Linked DNA regions of Mus musculus: region 2 is linked to region 1. Evidence: chromatin contacts called from public Hi-C data. All regions are on one chromosome and are shown on one strand. Each heading gives the region's core, a stretch centred on a gene start, on an enhancer-like site or on the middle of the called end of the contact. The rest is flanking DNA. Distances are from core to core; before and after follow the strand shown.

The links. Hi-C and Micro-C count contacts between places; a contact is called where the count stands out from the background.
Region 2: a contact with region 1 is called in a Hi-C map of uterus, with 2.3 times the contacts expected there. The contact joins two enhancer-like sites. A contact is called at or near these places in 3 of 39 promoter capture datasets (cranial neural crest, hippocampal neurons and second pharyngeal arch cranial neural crest), 4 of 484 Hi-C or Micro-C datasets (all in uterus) and 1 of 9 other capture datasets (embryonic tail).

The regions. Positions count from the first base shown.
Region 1 is chr6:116,764,773-116,770,667 of GRCm38.p6, forward strand. It overlaps the pseudogene Gm22882. Among named protein-coding and RNA genes, the nearest start is that of Gm36788, 7.5 kb to the right of the region's middle. Within about 2 kb of position 3,124, at least 14 of the 459 cell types and tissues checked have an H3K27ac peak or open chromatin away from gene starts, as enhancers often do. A contact at or near this core is called in uterus, where this site is marked.
Region 2 is chr6:117,404,433-117,410,327 of GRCm38.p6, forward strand. No RefSeq gene overlaps it. Among named protein-coding and RNA genes, the nearest start is that of 6820426E19Rik, 88 kb to the right of the region's middle. Within about 2 kb of position 3,174, at least 28 of the 459 cell types and tissues checked have an H3K27ac peak or open chromatin away from gene starts, as enhancers often do. A contact at or near this core is called in uterus, where this site is marked.

The DNA.
Region 1 (5,895 bases), core at 1,874-4,373:
GGATGCCCAGCTGAAGGGTGGGGCCAGTTCTGCATAGCCTACAGACATCGGCAACCCCCCAGGTGGCAGCCCAGACCAGGGCTATCCATCTGGCCTTTGGTGGTAACAGAACCCTGCTGCTTTAGGGTCACGGACCTAGATGTGCCCCCTTACCCGTCGCATGGCAGCACAGGCTAGGACCCCACCATGGTCCCAGTTGCCATCCCCAGCTACCCCCATCGGGCTGTTCTTCCGTATCTGCAAATCTCCAGTTCTGCCTCTTCATTGTGTTCACATCCTTCTGCTTCTCTTTCCCTTCTATTTTTCCACCACTTCTTTGCTCCTCTTAGAGGTACTTAGAGTTTCTGTGTGTCTGGGGCCATCTCAAGAGCAGTCTTAAGAGTGTTATACCCTACAGGGGTCATCTTGAGCATGGTCTGCCCCTCCCCATAGGCCTGTGTGGTAGTTGTCGTAGGCTAGCTCCCCGTTCGGTCCCCAAGGAGCTGGCCTGGTGGTCATTGCTGGCTTCTTCATCATCCAGTCTGCCCAAGTGGCCCCAAGTGAGGGTTGTCTATTTTGGGCTCACTCCCTCCTGAACCCTCAGTCCCAGGCAGGGCTCTTCAGGGCTCCAGCTTGCTCCCAGCCCTGGGAGCCCTCAGGGCCTGCATGGAACCAGACTGGTGGTTGTCTCAGGCTAGTTCCCTGTCTGAGCCCCTGGTCCTGGACTGTCTCAGGGTTTTGGTTTGTTCCCCTCCCCCACCCCCACCAGCCCCAGGGAGTGTTAGTTAGGCTATCATTCAGATATTCATAGGTCAGAACACTGAGTACAGACTCTCCTTTCTGCCACTTACTGACACACATGTGGCACAGCAGCTGCACCTGCAACGTTACTGCAGGCTATGTAACGTAGGGGTGACTACGTTTTGTTTGGTTTTGGTTTTTGTTTTTGTCAGAAAAGCTGTTACTGTTTTGCAGATGCTTCTCCTCATCGTCCAATGTATGACTGCGATGGTATGATTTCCCCTTAAGTAGAAGAACACGGGGAAAAACACTGATGGATTTCCAGGTCATTAAGGAACCAGCCTTGCGTTCTTGGGAGGTACCCTAGCTAGTCAGGGTGCACTGTCTGTTGGATTTGGCTTGCCAAAGTTAGGCTTTAAGTGAATATGCTTGCTTTGCGCACCTGTGTTTGCATCTGTGCTCATGGGGTTATCTGTCTGGAGTTTCTGTTACTTGTAACATTTTTGATGGAGTTATAGTATTAAATGGTTTCTTGCAACAATCTGAGCAGTAGTCGATTCTGTACAATTTCCTGGAAGACTGGAATCAAAATGAACTAACCTTTCAATGTTAGGTGAAAGGCCATCCGAAGCTGAGATTTTCTATGTGGGATTTTTTATAAAAGTATAATGTATAATAACAGAGATAGGATTATTTAACATTGTGTGTTTTATTTTAAGTACACACATTTCCTTCAAGGGCTTTGACACTTTAACTTATCAATATATTAAGTTTTTCATAACATTGTCTTATTTTCCTTTGGACATCTGTAGAATCTGCAGGGCTGCCAGCATCCCTCTTCTGTTAGCAGCTGGGCCACTCTTCCCTCCCATCCTTTCCCTTTCTCTTCTTGCTCCTCCCTCTCCTCCAACAATCTGACCACTGGGCTATCAGGGTTTGTTGTTTGTTTGTTTGAGACACAATCTCTCTATGCAGACTTGACTGTCCTGGAACACACTCTGTAGACCAGGATGGCCTTGAACTCACAGAGATCCTCCTGCCTCTGTCTCCTGAGGACTAGGATAAAAGGTGTCCCCCCCCCCCATGCCCTGTGGTTTGTCAATTTTATTGACTGTCTAAAAATTTTTTCCAGGTCATAATTTTTTGTTTTCCTGTCTTCTACTGTAGTAATGTATTATCTTATTTTGCTTCTTCTTTCCCTTCTGTTTCTTCTATATCTAATTTAATGTTCTTTGTCTTGGTTTCTAAAAGGGAAGTTGAAGTCATAGACTGGTCTGAAGTCATGAGAGCATTCTTGCTTTTTAACTTAATTTGGGGTTGTAGATTTCTTTCCAAGATTTGTTTCCCACCCAATTGTGTTATGCTGTGCATTGGCAGTCAGTTCACTGGGCTTCTGTCTCATCTTGCCTGTTGGAAGGCACAGACACTTTTTATTGGGTGTTATACATTATTACTTTTTTTTCTTATTTTGTGGTGACTGTTTTTGTATCCTTGCATATACCTCTGAGCTTGCTGTTGAGCTTCACTCTCATCCTGGCTACAGACAAGATGGCTCTATCTAGGTTCTGCCTGTATGAGTTCTTAGGGAATCAGTTCTCAACCTCTGGGTCGTGACCCACTTTCACAGTGACCCCATTCACAGGGGTCGCATATCAGATATTTACATCATGATCATAACAGTAGCACAATTATAGTTATGAAGTAACAACAACATGAGGAACTGTATTAAAGGGTTAGAGCATTAGGAAGGTTGAGAACCACCGCCTTAGGGGACCTGCGTTTTACTGTAACTACTAACGGCCTTGCCTGAAACGAGGGTTTCTGATGGTTCAGTGACCCTGCTAGTGGCCAGGACCTGCCCTGGCTTTCTGTGTCTCTTTCCCTCCAGTCCTCTCCAGTGGCTCTCCTGGTCATCTCCTCATTTGCATCTATGGATCGTTCTGGGGCTTACAGGAGCTTCTGCATCTCCAGTGCATGCAATGCTCCCTCTGTCCAGGTTCCTAGCCTGGGCTTAGGTGGGCGCTCTGACTTGCGCAGCCATATGCTTCCTCAGTCACACTTTCAAAGGCATGGCCTGGATCCTCTCCGGTCAGTGACGTGGATCAATCACGCGGCTCTTTGTCTGTGCTACTTTTCAAAACTTCTTTCGTCAGCAATTCATTTTCCCCCCTTTTGTTATTTCATATGGGCAGGTCCCGTTAACCTCATCTTGACTATTTCATCTAATTACAGTCTTACAGATAACAGGGGATGTTATTTTTCCTACTGTACAAAGAAGGAGCACTCCACTTGGGTAACTAATTCCTTAGGATCTAGGTCTGGAATGTCGAGGCACCGGTGAAGAACCGGGCTTTGGTCAACTTTTGAGCTAGGGCCGCAGGATCTGTGGCGGCAGCAGTGTCCACTAGGGGGCGGCAGAGGCCCGGCGTGCTCTGGTTCATCCTTGGGCTTTCCCTTTGCTTCCTCCCTCTAATGCTAATTCTTGCAAGTTCCTTACAACCCTGGCGACTTCTAAGCTTATCCCGGTTGCTCCACAGCTTTGCTTCTTGGACTGTGGGATGAGACACTCCTCACAGCTTTTCGTTGCAAGTAAACAGAGAACAGAAGTCACAGCAACTTGGAAATAAAGATGTGCAAAGACTGGCTGGATTTGGACGGTCACTAGTTTTCTGGCTGTCTTCTCTACAGTTTGGCTTTGTTTTCAGACTCTTTTCCCACTTAGTCAACCAGCTGCCTGCTGCTGTTCTAGCCTCACATCAAACAATGCAGAAAAAGTGAGATCTTCTTAGGCCACCCATAAGTCTTGGCTCTACTTGATGGGATCAAATGTGGGGTACACAGGTTTCCTCCAAACCCTGACAACAGCGGCCTACCGAAGCAAGGACTGGCTTGGGTCAAGTATGTTTCGCAGTCAATGTCTGTGCTAAACAGGCTGAGAGTCTGCACTTATCTCAAGCTAGTAAGAGCCGACCTTAGGAGCTGGGGTGCAGGCCAACCCCTTGAAAGCACACCAACGCATGCTGTAAGAGCAGCTGAGGCATGTTGGTAAGCATTTATAGATATTCATAATGGGAGAGTCCACAGGGCCAGGATCAGACCCAAGGCCCTAACAAGTGTTCTCTGTGTGAGCTGCTACCTAAGGGCTCCCTGCAGACTCAAAAGCAGCTCACAGCCACAGAGGGTTTGTAGCTCCTGCCCTGAGAAGCCAGTGAGGTGAGGGCTGGGATCTGACCTATTTATAGTCTGGTTCCTTTGCTGTCTCAGAATAGAGTAACCACCAGGCATAATGCTAAGATTGAGTAAGTATCTAAAGGTCTTCAGAGAACGCACTGCTTACTTAGAAGGGAGGAATGTCAGTAGATACAGCACGGAACTAAGAGAGCCTGTGGGAGCTACGCATGTACATGAGGCTAAAGGTGCACACAGTGACAGCATTTCCTTTAGCTTGTGGAGGCCAATCTGTGCCTTAGAGAGAGCATCTTCATGATTTGATGGATCAGGGAAATGAGCCATGGGAAGAAGGGATGGACCTGGCAGGAGTTGGAGGAAACGGGAACCAAATACCAGTAAACTTAGAAGTCCAGGGCTCATCACTTCCTTTGTCTCCAAAACACATATAGTTTGTTGATGTTACTTGATAGTTTCAAATCCTAACATCCTGAAATGGGATGTGGGGTGGAAAGCACAAACAAAACAAAACAATGAGCCACACCTGCCTCTGATGAAGGTGTTAGATACTCGGTCCCCAGGCACAGGCTGCAGAAGACAGCTGCGGGTGTCAGGTGTGTGCAGGAAAGCTATATCTCCCTCCACATTCCCCGTAACTTGTACACATTGAGTAGGGTTTCAAACCCGGCTGCCTTGGCAGTGAGATGGTTCTTTGGCTCCTCAGCACTCCAGATTTGTGACATCAGAAAGGTAGACTGGTTTTTCTGCTCTTGAAAAAAAAAGAAGGGTTGTTTCTCTAGCTGAGGGAGAGATAGACACATGGGTAGCTGGCATAAGTTTCTACGTTGGCAGGGTGATGAACTTAACAACTGGCTTCTCATGAGAACCCCTGCAGTGCAAATGCGCACCATCCACTACCTGCAGCGATCAGCTCTCCGTGTTTCTTCTGGGCATTGCCTTCTTCTTGGCGCAGCCTTTTATCAGGGACAAGGACTGACCCTCAAGGGGCAAAGCACAGTCAAAGCCACTTGTATTATTTACCTAGACGTTGGCAGGACCACATGTCATTTTTCTGGGGGTGGGGGTGGGGGGAGGAAGGAAGGAAGGAAGAGAGAAAGGAAGGAAGGAAGGGTTTATTTTGGTTCCTGATTTAGAGATTTCAGTCCTCCGGTGTCAGGCCCGATGCACTCGCAGGACATCATGTCAGCAGGACTGTGTGCCTGGAGAACAGCGGGTCATGTTGTGGTGCACCAAGGGGTAGGGAGAATGGGAAGGAGCCATTTATAACCTTCAAACGCTCTTCTACTGAGGGTCTAGTGAATGCCCTTATCAGTCACACCCTTCTAGAGGCCTCAAGCTTTGAAACAAGCGTTTAAAACACAAGCCTGTTGGGCCATTTTAGACTTGAACCGTGGTACCATTCGGGCCTTGGTGGAATGAATGCAGTTGCCTGGGGTCACTTGGGGCCTGATACATGGGCACCATTCCTGGTCATACTCTGGATTCCACTGGGGTCCTATTCAGTTCAGAATCATCCTGAATACAAATTCTTGATTCAACTTAACGAGTTAAACTTTATACAGCTGATCTGTTGTATCTCCGAATTCTTTATCCATTGATGGTGTCAACTGCAGGCTGAAAATATTTGGGAAACAAACGTACCGAGCATGTGTAGACTCTCTCCCTTATTATTTTGTGAATGATGGACTATAATAGCTGTAACCTAGCATTTGCATTAGATTAAGGGTTGGAAGTTATCTAGAGGTGCCGTGATGCATGTGGGAGAATCCCTTAGGATATCTGAAAACAAGGCGCCACTTTGTAGGGTAGACATGAGCTTATCCAGGGGTCTGTACCCCTGCACATCCTCGAGTGGTTCTCTCATGGATGCCAAGGGGGACTGAATGCCTTTCCTTCTACAGCCATGGTATTGTGCTCTTAAACACTTTCTAACATTTTGTTCTGACTCACTTATGTAAAACTACACAATACTGAGTTACAGGAGGG
Region 2 (5,895 bases), core at 1,924-4,423, 640 kb after region 1:
TATAAAGTAACAGTGAGATATATGTACATTATGGAGATGTATGGATTGAATACACTCATATTCAGTTGGTGTAAGTACCACAGAGGCATGCCAAGGCTACAGTCGATTTGCTGAGACTCTTAGACTTCCAAACTAGTAAAAAACAAGGCATCCCAGGGGGCAGCTAGTGTCTGTGTGGAGGTATCAAGTGGGTCATTCCAGTAATAGTGTAGGGACATAATGAACCTTTTGAGGTAAAGCTCTAAAGCTGACACGAGACCTTCCAAACCAAATCTAAAGGGCAGGTGCTAGCAGGGTATAGCTCAATGTGTGACCAAGGATTCCTATGAGCCAGCAGGATTTTCAAACTGGGGAACCAGCATGAGGTCAAAATAACCCAGGGTCCATTCCAGAAGGTCAACTGCATGTCCTCGTTTGCCCTACACAGGACCAGTTTAGGTACGTGCTAGCACAATCATGTTCAAAACTGCGGCCTTTTTGGTTTGGAAGAGATTGTGCCTGCCCAGAGGCAAATGCAGGTTTGTCTGGCCCCCTGTCTCAGGTACCTTAGGACATCGTTGGTCCTCATGGTGATAGTTATGGCAAGTCTGTGTGGACAAAGCAAGGGCTACAGGTCTACAAGGTGTATGGCCCCTGTTGAATGAAAATTGCTGGGAATTTTTATCTTGATATTCAAAGGGTAGACAAAGAGACGTATTTGTTTTTTTCTATGGATCTTACTTGGCACCCATCGTGGGTACCCTGGCTGAGACCTTGCCCCCAGAACCACTCAAGGTCTTCGACTTTTCTGTTTATTTGTCTTTTTAAGGTTGGAATGCCCCCAGAAGAATGGCCTGACTTTTCTCATTCTTGTGAGTTTTTTTTCCCTCTGTGTTTCTTCTTCCATGTGGCCCAGCCACGTTGGCACAGTGACACAGTAGGGTTACCCTGTGGGACCTGCTCTGGACAAAGCCCAAGCAGCTAGAAACTGTGCGCAATCATGGCTTTCCCATGGCTCAGGTAAGTGCCCATATCCTGAATACCCTTTTCCTTCTTTTGTTGTTGGGGAAAAAAAAAGCCCTTAACAAAATAATAGCAAATAAAGTTCAGCAACATATGGTAAAAGAAAATATACCAAGTGAGTTATCCCAGGGAAACAGGGCTAGCCCGGCACTGAAAAATCAATCCATTTAATCCACCGTACTAAATGCAAGGGGAAAAGCCACATCCATTGAGTTAATGGATACAAAAGAAGCATTTTAAAAAAAATCAATTTTGTCTGTGAAGTAGTGTAATAATGGTACCTGTGTATAGTGTTCTTGTATGACTGTAAATAGTTAACAGTGTGGTAACAGTACCCGTGTGTAGGCTTCTGATATGACTGTAAATAATTAACAAAATACTGCAGAACACTGCTGTACTGGTCAACTCTTATTGGTATAATGAAATACCCAAAGCAGGCTAACTTTATAAAGAAAAGATGTTTATTGGGCTTGTAGGCTCAAGTGCACAGTGTTGGCCTTCTGATTCCCCAATCAGTGCACAGATGGCGTCACATAACCAGACACAGAGAACATATGTGCCTCTTTCCCTCCTCTTAGAAAGCCATCAGGGTACAAAAACTGTGGGCTCTCTCCTAACGAACTCGTCTAATCTAATCATTTCCCAGCGGCCCTACCACTAATCTCATAGCTGGATTATATTTCTAACCTCAAGGCCATTAACATAAGACTTTGGAGATTACATTCCTGCACAAGCCAGAAGGAACATACCCTATCCAAACCGCAGCGAGTGCACTGCCACGTGAGAGGCCAAGTATCAGTGCTATTGTGGGCTGGAACTCCGATTATTTCATGACAGACGACCTAGGGACTGAAGTCTTCTCCCTGGGTCTGCTCCTAGGAAAGCCAGCCTGGCATGGTGACAGTGTGCATACGATCTCCATGCAGAGGACGTAGAGATGGGAGGAGCCCTGAAACTGGCTGGCTCCAAGCCTAAGCCTCATGGGTGAGCCCCAGGTCAGAGTGAGAGACCTTGTCTCAAAATACAAGACTGACAGACCCTGAGGAGGAAAGACATCCAAGGTGGTCCTATGGCGTCCACGTATGGGCATGCACATGCATTGCATCACATGTGCACCTATCTATACATGTGAATGCAGACACCTGCACACACACACACACACACACACACACACACACTTCCTTACTCATACACGCTAGTGGCACCAATAAAATGAAGTGGTCACAGTGAAGGTGCTGGGAGATGTAATTGAACTCTCATATGCAAATTTACCTTCTATGGAGATTTTGCACTTCGACACTGTAGATAATCATAGGAGGCCATCGCTGTGTCAATCAACAACTTCTCTTGAGGTCGAGCTGGGGTGTGCTCACCTTCCTTCCCTCTGTGGTTGTGGCCTCGATCATAATCTAAAGTGACATTTCCAGGCTTCTGCTCCACTGATTCCCACCAACTGTGGTTGCCTGCTTCTCTCAACCGCCTTCAACTTCTTCCTCTAAGGCTTCGCCTCTCCTTCCTACCCGCCTATCACATAGCCTTTTCCACATTAAAATTCCGCCCAACTCCGGGCAATTAGGGTAACTCGGCAGAGCCTTTGGAATCCTCTGTTTAAAAAGGCCACACTTCATGTTCCTTCCACATCCATTTAAGTGGAACCTACAGAGGCCAGCACAGGGCCAATCACTGAAGAAAACTACCTTTTGTTATTTTATGTAAGGAAGAAATTTAAAAATTCAGCTTGCAAAAAGAGCGACCCAAACCCCTACTTTCTTCCCTTAAACCTCTCTCCATGTTTATTGCCCACCATAAATTTCTTTAAAAAGGCAACCGATGCAGTAAAACCGTCACAACAAAGCTGAAACAAGTACGCAAGCCCAGGCAGAGGCCAGATTTATGGTCAGAAATATGGAGTGTGTCTCAGCGGGGGCAGGTCATGAAATAGTATGAGCTAATATTGGGGGTGTGAAAACAGGCATTGTTGTTTGGTTAACGAAAGTCACACAATTAAGCAATTCTCAAAAATCAATTAGCCATATGCTGTAAGTAGGATGACATGTTTTTATAACTTCTCCCTGGATGTTTTATTGCCAGAGGATGCTCATGTGGGCATTGGAACAAGAAAATAAAACACCAGCCGGAGAGTCAAAGTGCAGAACTCCAGCCATGATTAATTAAGAGTCCGATCTGGAAAGCCCGGGGTCGCTGAGCAGGCAGCAGGCCTTGGAAGACTGCTCTCCCGGTGCCCACATTCTGTTGCAAAAGTCTCCCCCGCTCCCGCCCTCGCCCCCATTTCTCTTTGTTTTCTCTGTTCTTTTTAATTTAGCACAGATACAGCTGTGAAAACTGCATATTCCATTTGAACTCCATATTGATGCTTCTAGCCGGAAGGTTCCAAGGAGACGTCATTTTAAAAGCTTTTCATGGAAAGTGAGAGGCACATTTCTCAGGGTGAATTCCTGGTGGTGGACTAGTGTTAAGGAATGCTTTTGTCTTTCTGCAATTCAGAGAAGCAGCAGACCTGTCCTCTCTAGTTTTTGAGCTGGCAAAGAAATAGTCATGGGGAGGGTTGTCAAATGGTACTAGAGAACGCGAAGCAGGCGCCATGTTTTGAACAGCTGCAAATTCTCCTGCTTCCTGTATTCACCAGCGAAAGGTAGGATTTCTTTTCCTACACTGTGGATCTTGGCTGGCCTAACACTTAAATCAACAATGCGGGGTACACTTGGCAGGTGCCTAACTCTGTACCAGACCCTCTGCTCTCCACTGAAGGTTCCACTTTCATTTCTGGAGTCCTGCAACCACTGTGTAGACAAGGCTAGGTCACCTGCTGGGTTACAGGAAGCCTGTGGCCCACTCTTCCCTGTTTATGCCTCTGCCAAAATGAAAACAATCTCCAGACAAGTTAAAAGGGCCACCCAGACTGGAGGAACCCCCCTCTCAGCTCATCACAGACACAAGCCAGTCCAGCCTCCATCCACGCAGCCTGAACATCCATTGAACAACAGGCTTGTCCAGCTGCCCACAGACAGCGAGCAAACACCCACAGTGTTTTATCAGCTAGGAAGCTACCAGGTAAAGGAGACGGTAGAACAAGCAGCCCAGAAGATTACAGCAAGCTTCAAATGATCTTGCCCAGCCAGACCTGAACTGCATTGCACACCGCGTGTGAAAGCATAGTGGTCTACCTCATTTTCACATTTAAAAATATCGGGGTGACTCTGCGCTGAGTAGGCCTGCAGAAGGTTGTTGGCCCTTGCCCTTGCTCTGTTGCCAGCTGTGTGACTTGACATCTCTGAGCCTCAGGTTCTCCTTCCAAAATTCAGCTTAATAACTGAATGCTGGGTTTCTCAAGGTAGGCTTCCTGGACCCATGACGGCAGCCTCTCTTGTCAGCCTCTGACCTCCAACTTGTTCCTTCTGATCTGGAAACATGGAGTCTCTAAGATTCCTGTGCTCTGTCAAGCCTTTGGGTGATTACAACTTTCTGGTTCAAGTTTGAGAGCCTGCATTGCTGTGAGCATGCAAAGCACCCAGTACAGGCCAGCCCCTAGTGAATCCCGGGTCTTGATCTCTCCCCTTCGCTGGATGTGCTTCAGTAAAGTGCATACGTGCACATAGGTGTTTGGGTAGTTAATATAAAATGATAGTGAAATATATGTACATGACAGAGATGTATGGCTTCAAAGCAGGCATACTGCCACCTAGCTGGTTGGCGATGAGCCCATTTCTGAATTACACGGAATGAATGACAGATAAAAGTCGCTTTCTGGCTTCTGAAAACAAACAGACCATCTGACTCATCACCAAACCAGCAGGGTCTTCCCTTGAGAGGAGCTGCAGAGTGGCTTGCTGACCTGGCTCAGGCCTGAGCTGGAGAGCTTCTGTCGGGGACTCTCTGATGCCACTTGGCCCGAGGGGCTGCACCCATGGAGTCTGTAAGTCAGCTGTGCCCCCTTTGATATCCACCCAGTTTGACTGCCTAGGGTTTGAGGAACTGGGATATGGAGGGAAAGGCAAGTCAGAGCTCTCTGCATCTGTGCAGGGGAAAAGTACCTGAGCTCTATAAACTGTTGGCCCCAGTTACCCTGCTCACTTCTGTAAGTCAATGACTGCTCGTGATAGCACTGTGTTGGTGGCTGGTTCTGCAAGTGTGACTGATGTGAATCACGTGCCAAACATGCTGCCTGGCACTGGGCACATACTGCACTCAGAACTACCATGCAATATGCTCTGAGTTCTTTGGTACAGACTTTAAATAAGCAGGAGCATGGTGAGCTGAGCCAGCTCTGAGGAATATATATCACGATAGCCTCTCAAGCCACAGAGGCACATGGGTAGGGGAGGGCTGGAGGAGGAGGAGAGGTGGATGAGGTTTAGCCAGCCCTGCAATGGGTCTCACCTCTATCCGTGCATTTCTATTATTGAGAGGATACCTGAAAGAAGACAGGTGCCTGTCAGTCATCGGAAGCAGCTATAGTTCCCTAGGAAGAGGCGCAAACATTCAGACATTAAGCAGTGTTCCTCTGAAGTCTTTGCTTCGGTTCCTGCCTCCAGGTTCATGCCTTTGTTTCCTTTGATGATGGACTGTAACCTGGAAGCCATGCAAACACTTTCCTCCCACAAGCTGCTTTGGATCCGTGTGTTATCACAACAGAAAGCAAACTGGGGAAGAAATTAGATCCAGGAGTAAGGTATTAGTGCTCTGATAGACCTGGCCATGCTGGTTTTCTGGGTGTGGATTGTGACAGTTTTGGGAACATCAAACTGGACAAGCTTCTGAGTGCTCAGAGATTAATGATCTGTTCTGTGGGAGCTTGGAAGTTAAGAATGTGGAGAGAAGCGCAGATGATAGAGGCCTGCCTTACACAGTTTCAGAGGGATGTTTGAGAGTCCC